Linked DNA regions of Danio rerio: region 2 is linked to region 1. The links are chromatin contacts, called in public Hi-C maps. All regions are on one chromosome and are shown on one strand. Each heading gives the region's core, a stretch centred on a gene start, on an enhancer-like site or on the middle of the called end of the contact. The rest is flanking DNA. Distances are from core to core; before and after follow the strand shown.

The links. Hi-C and Micro-C count contacts between places; a contact is called where the count stands out from the background.
Region 2: a contact with region 1 is called in a Hi-C map of an unstated tissue, with 4 times the contacts expected there. The contact joins the promoter of syt19 here to the enhancer-like site in region 1.

The regions. Positions count from the first base shown.
Region 1 is chr18:22,273,634-22,278,172 of GRCz12tu, forward strand. All of the region lies in intron 4 of pgpep1l (pyroglutamyl-peptidase I like), which reads left to right. All of the region lies in intron 20 of igf1ra (insulin-like growth factor 1a receptor), which reads right to left. Among named protein-coding and RNA genes, the nearest start is that of synm, 18 kb to the left of the region's middle. Within about 2 kb of position 2,043, at least 10 of the 62 cell types and tissues checked have an H3K27ac peak or open chromatin away from gene starts, as enhancers often do.
Region 2 is chr18:22,557,322-22,561,860 of GRCz12tu, forward strand. syt19 (synaptotagmin XIX) reads right to left here and starts at 2,127. Exons shown (of 7, transcript XM_073930316.1): 1 at 1,844-2,127; 2 at 1,412-1,592; 3 at 789-838; 4 at 158-565; 5 at 1-80. The coding sequence starts at 1,568. It overlaps si:dkey-12e7.4, which reads right to left. Exons shown (of 6, transcript NM_001144042.1): 5 at 4,010-4,120; 6 at 3,371-3,888. The coding sequence ends at 3,775.

The DNA.
Region 1 (4,539 bases), core at 793-3,292:
GGTGCTCCGGTTTCCAGCACAGTCCTAGTGAACTGGGTAGGCTAAATTGTCTGTAGTGTATGTGTGTGAATGAGATTGTATGGGTGTTTTCCTGAGATGGGTTGCAGCTGGAAGGGCATCTGCTGCATAAAACATATGCTTTGTAAATTAGCGGTTCATTCTGCTGTGGCGACTTCTGATTAATTGAGGGACTAAGCCAAAAAGAAAATGAATGAGAATGTGCGTGTCTGGTGTGCAATACCTGTAACTGTCATGAGCGCATCGTGGTGCGTCTGTTGTGCGATCCCCTTTTAGGAGTCAGTTCATTTTAGTAAATCACAAAAATTCAATGGAGCAAGAACACGTTACTCCTTTGAGCCATTTCAGTAGTAGACAATGTGATAAGGATATTCAGATTCTCTTGTTGTTTTTAGTGAATAAAAAAGATTAAACTACACTTTTGAGCCAGTTCATTTTCAGGAATACACAATCTAAACAGTGTTATCAGTTTCAAATCACTCTTTTGAGACAGTTCTTATTAGTAAATCAAATACACACAGTTCAAGTCATAATTATTAGCCCACCTTTGATTTTTTTTTCCTTTTTTAAATATTTCCCAAATGATGTTTAACAGAGCAAGGAATTATTCACACTGTCTGATGATATTTTTCCTTTTGGGGAAAGTCTTATTTGTTTTATTTTGACTAGAATAAAAGCAGTTTTTCATTTTTTAAAAACCATTTTAAGGTCAAAATTATTAGCCCCTTTAAGCTATATATTTTTTTCGATAGTCTACTGAACAAACCATCATTATACAATAACTTGCCTAATTATCCTAACCTGCCTAGTTAACCTAATTAAGACATTTAAAAGTCACATTAAGCTGTATAGAAGTGTCTTGAAAAATATCTAGTCAAATATTATTCACTGTCATCATGGCAAAGGTAAAATAAATCAGTTATTAGAAATGAGTTATTAAGAAATTAGTTTAAAAAAAATCTCTCTGTTAAACAAAAATTGGGGAAAAAAATAAACAGGGGGCTGATAATTCAAGGAGACTAATAATTCTGATGTAAACAGCATCTCCTTAGAGCCCAGTGTGACCAGTTAAAAAAACAGCAATGTTTTGGAGTCTGTATTGAAATATTATTAACTAAAACTACTCAGAATTGCTATTTGTAGTTTTGCAATAAATCTCAAATAAAGAAATAGCACTGAAAAACTTGAATGCAATTTAAAAGTGTTGCCTTGACCCTAGCTAAGGTTAGTATAATTATTAAAATGTCAAATTAAAGTTAAACAGAATCATTTAATAAAATAACAAAAGCTAAAGCATAACACCAAAATCAAAAAAGAAAACAAAAAAAAATTAAAATAAATGCATATTCAAAATGTTAAAGGGGCAAATTAGGTGACATTTCTCTCTTTATATAAATAATATGATCATTTAAAATGCAATTCATATTTTATAACATGTACAAATCTGATATACTGCAGTGCAAACAGCATTATAATGTCTATGAACTCCTGGTGTTTGGCACTCATCAACAGGTGGCAGTGTTCACTAGAGCTGGAGCAGAGCAGAGCAGATTGTTGTTGAAAACACAGCTTCTAGAACATTTTGTGGTTGGACAGTACACTACGCCAGCACTACTGTCCTAAACACTCCATAAACCTGTCTCATGTAAACAGCTGGGAACACACAAGCAGCAGCAAAAAAAGAAGAAAAAAATCCAAAACAAAAATAAAAATCACCAAACCCATTATCACAACAGTTTGGTGTGGTACTGTTCCACCACATCATGGTAAAATGCACAAACAAGCTAAGAATAGCGTCAGCTCTCACTGGCCCACTGAAATACATTTTCAGTGACCTCCAGCCGCAGGTTCAGAGTGGAGCTTCTCAGCACAAAACACACAGGCAAAGACATTCCACAGTATCAAATACTGCACCAGAGCTTTCTCTGACGAATGTTAGGCGCTAACGGAAAGTTACACTGTTCTGTGGGTTAACCTCCTCAGCCATTGCTTAAAAACAAAGTATTTTTTTTTTCTGGACAGAGGCCTGGCGTACGTGAGTAACCTGCCTGTTTTGCGTTGGTTGGAGCACAAATTCATAGCAGAGTCCATCTGTCATGACTCACTGAAGCAAATTCAATCCCAATCAGAAAACGTGATAAATCCTGCCCTGCTGTTTGCACTGATCTCTTTTCCAAAACCCACCGAGCTACTGTCCTGCCTTCTAAAGCAGATCCTGACTGAAAAGACAGCTCACAACTTACTGATATTCAGAGTGGAGTGATCTACACAAGTAAACATCTCCACAAATAGCACTTGTGGAAAACTGCATTCAATATCAATACCAAAAAAGTTTTACGTTAGCATGTTGCTAAGCTAAAGGTGCTAAAGGTGAGATATACAGCACTAGCCATAAAACAAACATCACCCTATTTTGACTACCTTTGGTACTTCTCTTATGTTTAATAATTCACATATTTCTTGATCATACATGTTATTTCATCAAGCTTGAATTCTCACAATGGTTTCTAGGACTGTCTGTTCTTTAAAAGATACAGTACGTGCAATGCTACTAACTTTAAACAGAAAATACATTTATAATACAAAAGATTTCTATTTAAAATGAATATAATACATTTTATTATAATAAATACATATTGTAATATTAATCCAATATAATACAATGTTTCACAGTACTGGCTTGGGGCTGGAAGGGCATCCGCTGTGCAAAACATGTACGGTAATAGTTGGCGGTTCATTCCGCTGTGGTGACCCCTGATAAATAAGGGACTATAAGCTAAAGAAAAATGAATAAATAAATAATACAATGTTAGAATGATTTCTGAATCTGTCATTATGGCTGCTGAAAATTGAGTTTTGCCAACACATAAATAAATAACATGTTAAAATACACTCACTTGCCACTTTATTAGGTACACCTTACTAGTACTAGGTTGAACCAATTTTGCTTTTAGAACTGCCTTAATTCTTTGTGGCATAGATTCAACAAGGTACTGGAAATATTCCTCAGAGATTTTGCTCCATATTGACGTGATAGCATCACGCAGTTGCTGCAGATTTCTCAGCTGCACAATCATGATGCGAATCACCAGTCCACATCCCAAAGGCGCTCTATTGGGTTGAGATCTGGTGACTGTGGAGTCCATTGGATTACAGTGAACTCATTGTCATATTCAAGAAACCAGTCTGAGATGATTTGCGCTTTATGACAAGGTGTGTTATCCTGCTGGAAGTAGCCATTAGAAGATGGGTACACTGTGGTCATAAAGGGATGGATATGGTCAGCAAAGATACTCAGGTAGGCTGTGGCGTGGACACGATGCTCAATTGGTACTAATTGGCCCAAAGTGTGCCAAGAAAATATCCTCCACACCCTTTCACCATCACCACCACCAGACTGAACCGTTGATACAAGGCAGGATGGATCTAAGCTTTCATGTTGCCAAATTTGGACCCGACCATCCGAATGTCACAGCAGAAACTGAGACTGATCAGACCAGGCAATGTTTTTCAAATCTTCTATTCTGCAATTTTGGTGAGCCTGTGCCTCCTCAGTTTCCTGTTCTTAGCTGACAGGAGTGGCACCCGGTGTGGTGTTCTGCTGCTGTAGCCCATCTGCCTCAAAGTGTTGTGTGCTCAGAGATGCTCTTCTGCATACCTTGGTTGTAACGAATGGTTATTTGAGTTACTGTTGCCTTTCTTTTAGCTGGAACTAGTCTGGCTATTCTCCTCTGACATCAACAAGGCATTTGCGCCCACAGAACTGCCGCTCACTGGACATTTTCTCTTTTTTGGACCATTCTCAGTAAACCCTCGAGATGGTTGTGCGTGAAAATCCCAGTAGATCAGCAGTTTCTGAAATACTCAGACCAGCCCGTCTGGCACCAACAACCATGCCATCTTCAAAGTCACTTCTTCCCCATTCTGATGCTCAGTTTGAACTGCAGCAGATCGTCTTGACCATGTCTACATGCCTAAATGCATTAAGTTGCTTCCATGTGATTGGCTGATTAGAAATTTGCGTTAATGAACAGTTGGACAGGTGTACCTAATAAAGTGCCCAGCCAGTGTACAGAGGTTATTACTAAAAATTGTAATCCTTTCAAATAAATGCAGCATTCTCTTTAGATGATAATGTCTGACACCTAGATAGACAACATACTAGATTTTGAAAGTCAGCTTCATAAAGGACAATGATGAAGCAAGAAATCTGTATGCCTTTTTATAATCCTAAAACAACAACACAGTGTCATGGTAGTACAATTCATACACTTAAAGAATAGAGAAACAACAAGCTCTACAAAATGTACTAGCAAACCATTCAAGGATCAGCATTCTGCACACTATTTCTGATTCCCTGCCCTTGTACATGATCCAAGCGTTGCTTAAATTCTCATGATATCACAAAAATGTGAGCGACATTCTGACTTGATGATGTTTAGCTGAGAGCTGTGATGAGATACAGATGACAGACTCTGAGCACCTAGATGTGCAGCGCAGCACAGCACACACTCGGGCCTC
Region 2 (4,539 bases), core at 877-3,376, 280 kb after region 1:
TAAGAGATCTTCAATGTGTTCAGAGAAGCACGGGTCTCTCCCAGAACTCCATGTCTTGAGTATTTATCAAAATCCCTAACCTGAAAAAGATTAATAATATTTATAAAAAGCAGAATTCTTTATATACATATGCTTGCTAAAAAGCCATGTCACATACCTCAAATCTAACAGTGACCCTTGATACTTCATCCTCAGCTAAAATGCAAGAGAACTGATCTCCAAACACAGGACAGCAGCTGTTTTTAACAATACGCGTCTGCCATTCGTGCAGCAAACACCGCATTGAGTTCTTCTCTTTATCTTCTCTCTCTGCCCACATTAAACGCACCCAGACAAAAGGGTCCACACTGTGACTGAAGTCTCTTACGGCCAGATCCTGGGCATCCAGTACTGTCACCACCATTTTGGACTGCAGCTGATCGTAGAACAGTGAAAATCGCAGAGATCCCTGGATGTGCTCCTCCTCCAGATCCTCCAAGCTTGCCAGGTCTAAATTGCTGCCCAGGTTAGTGCAAGATGAGCCGGGCGACAGTCTGTGGCTCAGTTCCTCATATTGAACCTTATTCTGATGGGCAGAGTGTGCATCAGGTGTCATTTTTCTTTTATTGGATGCTTTGAAATACAGACATACTGTTTGGCAACCTAAGCTAACCATCTGTGAAACGTGTTTTTCATCTATGTTGTTTGATCTTGGTTAGAGCAAGCAGTAAATACGGAAGTAAACACAGCACATATTAGGTGCATTCCAGGTAATGACGATTATGATGGCTTATGCAAATTATTCTTACCATAGCTTGTTTACCATTCTGAAAACCTCCTCTTTTAGCTGGCTGGCCATCTGTTAATAAAACATTCACAGGAATCAAATAGATCTTGATAGGTATTTTGCATAAACCCTATTAGCTTTGCTGCTAAACAATCTCATTGTTTAATTCATATAACATTGAAAAGGAAGTTATTTAATTAAATAAACATGTAAATTAATTGTCAGCATCTTTACTGCAAACTTTAGTGTCACATGATTATTCAGAAAACTTTTTAATATGCCGATTTGGTTCTAAAAGAAACATGTTTATTATCATTATCATTTTTTAAAATTCTTTAAATAGAAAGTTAAGAGGAATATTAAAAATATTATTTACAAATAATATTATTATTGTGATTATACATTATAAATAATTTAAATGTACATTTGATTACTTATTATCCATTTTTATTTCAAATTTGAATTGCTTTCCAAAACAATAAAACCATTTTACTGACATTTAATTGTTAGGGATATCATAAATAATATCAAACTTCCTATACAATACTGCATATTTAAGGCACATATTTTAAAAGGATTATTTCAAACAGCAGCTGTTCATAGTAATATATACTAATCAGTCAGTTAATTTGCAAGAAAACTTACCAGCTCTTTGCAAAACGCGAAACTGTGTACAGTAGCGGTAAATTTGCCATATCAAAAAGCCAAGGGCTGCAAGGAAAACCACAGCTGATATGGCCAAGATACTATACTCAACTTGCTCAGAGAATAGCAGTCGAAGACTCAAAGCCATAAACACCATATTGTCGTTCTGCCATGTACAACCCTGGAAATGAATGACATAAAGGTATTCCTGATATCCGTTATTCATATGTACAGAAAATCTGAATAAATGTACATTAATGTATACTATGTATAATGCACGTTGCATAATTTTTAAAAACACACTACATTTAGTATCTTGAGAACTAGTTACGACACTTTCCAAGAAAGACATATCTTTGTAGCTTAAGGCTTTAATAAACATCAATTTTAAAAAGGAAATCACAATTAAAAACACTAAGTTGAAAGCCCTACCTTTTCAAGCTTTAGTTTTCCACCTTTAGTTCCATTTTGTAAATAAACTATGACGGGAGCATATCCATATTCCTACATAGTTGACAGTGATCACCTGACAAATGATCAGCAAACACAAATGGCAAACCTGTTGGATCACTTGTTCATTCAGCTCTTATTAAACATGCTTGATCTTCACTGCCTTCAGGAACCTTTAACTAATACAAGATGTGTTTCAATGGCATATGTAGAACTGTTGGCTTTCTACTACTCCACTATGCAAATCGAATGTCCAGTGTATCACTGACTTGTAGCCAAATAGCCAGAGCTTGAAAGATTAGATATTTGCTCATGAAAAATAGTTTGAGTGTCAGTATGGGAGATGGGAGAACCTTCATTTTCCTCTTTAAAAAATTATATGCATAGGAATGTCATGAACTGTTTTATTGAAAAACTGTAGATAATTAGTTTATTTCTTATGATGGAATAATTTATAATAGTGCAACTGACACAACTGCACTATGCAATGAGAAATATAATATTAAAAATGAGACATACACTACCTAACAAAAGTCTTGCCATTGATCCCAGTTGTAAGAGCAACAAATAATAACTTCTAGTTGGATCATTTGGAAAAGTGGCAGAAGGTTGATTTTGTTTTTCAGATGAATCATCTGTTGAACTGCATCCCAATCATTACAAATACTGCAGAAGACCTGTTGGAACCAGCATGAGCCCAAGATTCTCATAGAAATCAGTCAAGTTTAGTGAAGGAAAAATCATGGTTTGGGGTTACATTGAGTATGGGGGCATGTGATAGATCTGCAGAGTGGATGGCAACATCAACAGCCTGAGGTATCAAGAAATTTGTGCTGCTCAAAACTACAGGAAAAGGCAAATTCTTCAGCAGGATAGCGCTCCTTCTCATACTTCAGCTTCAACATCGAAGTTCCTGAAAGCAAAGAAGGTCAAGGTGCTCCAGGATTGGCCAGCCCAGTCACCAGAATGAACATTATTGAGCATGTAGGCGGAAGATGATGGAGGAGGTATTGAAGATGAATCCAAAGAATCTTGATGAACACTGGGAGTCCTGCAAGAATGCTTTCTTTGCCATTCCAGATGACTTTATTAATAAGTTATGTGAGTCATTGCAGAGATGCATGGATGCAGTCATCCAAGCTCATGGGAGTCATACACAATATTAATTATTTTCCCACTGCACCATGACTTTATATTCTATACAGAACATTATTTCTGTTAAGTAACAAGACCTTTGTCCAAGCAAAGTCAGACCTTGCTGTCCTAATTTGATAATTAAATCAGGTCATGATCATATTTTATTTTGGTAAAATAGGCATGATTTGAGACCTTTGTCTTTCATATAAGCCACTTCTAACACCAAATGATCAACTACAAGTCAAGTTATTTGTTGTTCCTAAAACTTGAAAAGGTGATGACTTTTATCAGTTACATAATGAATATAACATTCAAAATGGTTTAGGATATAATACATTTTAACAATAAATGATCAGAAAGAAAACACATTTAACCTCAATACAACCTTTAATTCGAAAAGCTTGCACTTTAAGCATTACAAAACTATGAAAAAAATAAGTACTTTATTTTTGAGACAGCTTGTGACTATTAATACAAATAAAATCTAACAGAATAGTTTCTTTGGTTTTGCATTTAAAGACAAATAAGTGGAAAAACTACTTTCATATTATACCAGTAAATAGATAATTTCAAAGCTTTTTTAACGCCAAAATTGAAGTTATTCAATCATGATCCACTCGGATCACATTCACACCCTGAATATCAGTGAGTAACATTTTACAGCAAATAAAATAAATATAACCTGAACAAAAATGTATATTAATAAATAAGTAAACATGTATAAAGCAAAACAATTGGAAATCGTCTATCGCTGCAATTGACAAAAATCGACAGCTTCACCAGGGAAGTGTTTCCCCAGTATAATGTAGAAATGACCCATGATCCTTTTCGGTTAATCCACCAATCACAGACAACACAGAGGAAATGCTTTCTTCAGGGCTCAATGGTGCCTGTATAGACAAAAACACACCAAAAGCGTTTATCACTACTGTAGTTTTGAAAAGTTGTTAAGTTTGATTAGCACAACAACAGACAGCACTGGCAAGTAAGAGATAACAGAAAGAGACTCACTTCAGGTCCACCCATATCAGTGCGCACCCAGCCTGGATGCAGAGCCATACACAGGATGCCATCTGCCTCGAGATCCACTGCCAAGCATCTGGTGACCATGTTCAATGCGCTCTGATACAAGTCAAATCAAACTCCATATATTAGCCGATATGCTCTCAGATGTACAGTGCAGAATTCAAGATGCATATTTTAAGAGTTGTACTCTGACTTCAGAAGCATAAATAGTATAAAAAATGTTACATTTTAAAGAACACTGACCAAAATTAAGGAACACCATCAAATTCCTCTTAGGTACTGGTGTCCATCTGTAATCTGATAGTTATTTCCTTAATTATCTGACAAATCCAATTTAACTGGCTACCAAACTTTCCAGTCTTCACTGACATTACAAGATGTTGAGCCCTTCTAAAGTGACTGAAAACCTCCAAAAACAGGTTGTTCAGATGAAGTTTCAGTCACAGCAAGAATAGTTGGTAATTTAAAATCTATGATTTCTAGAAATTGGCATATTAATATCACTGACTATAGGA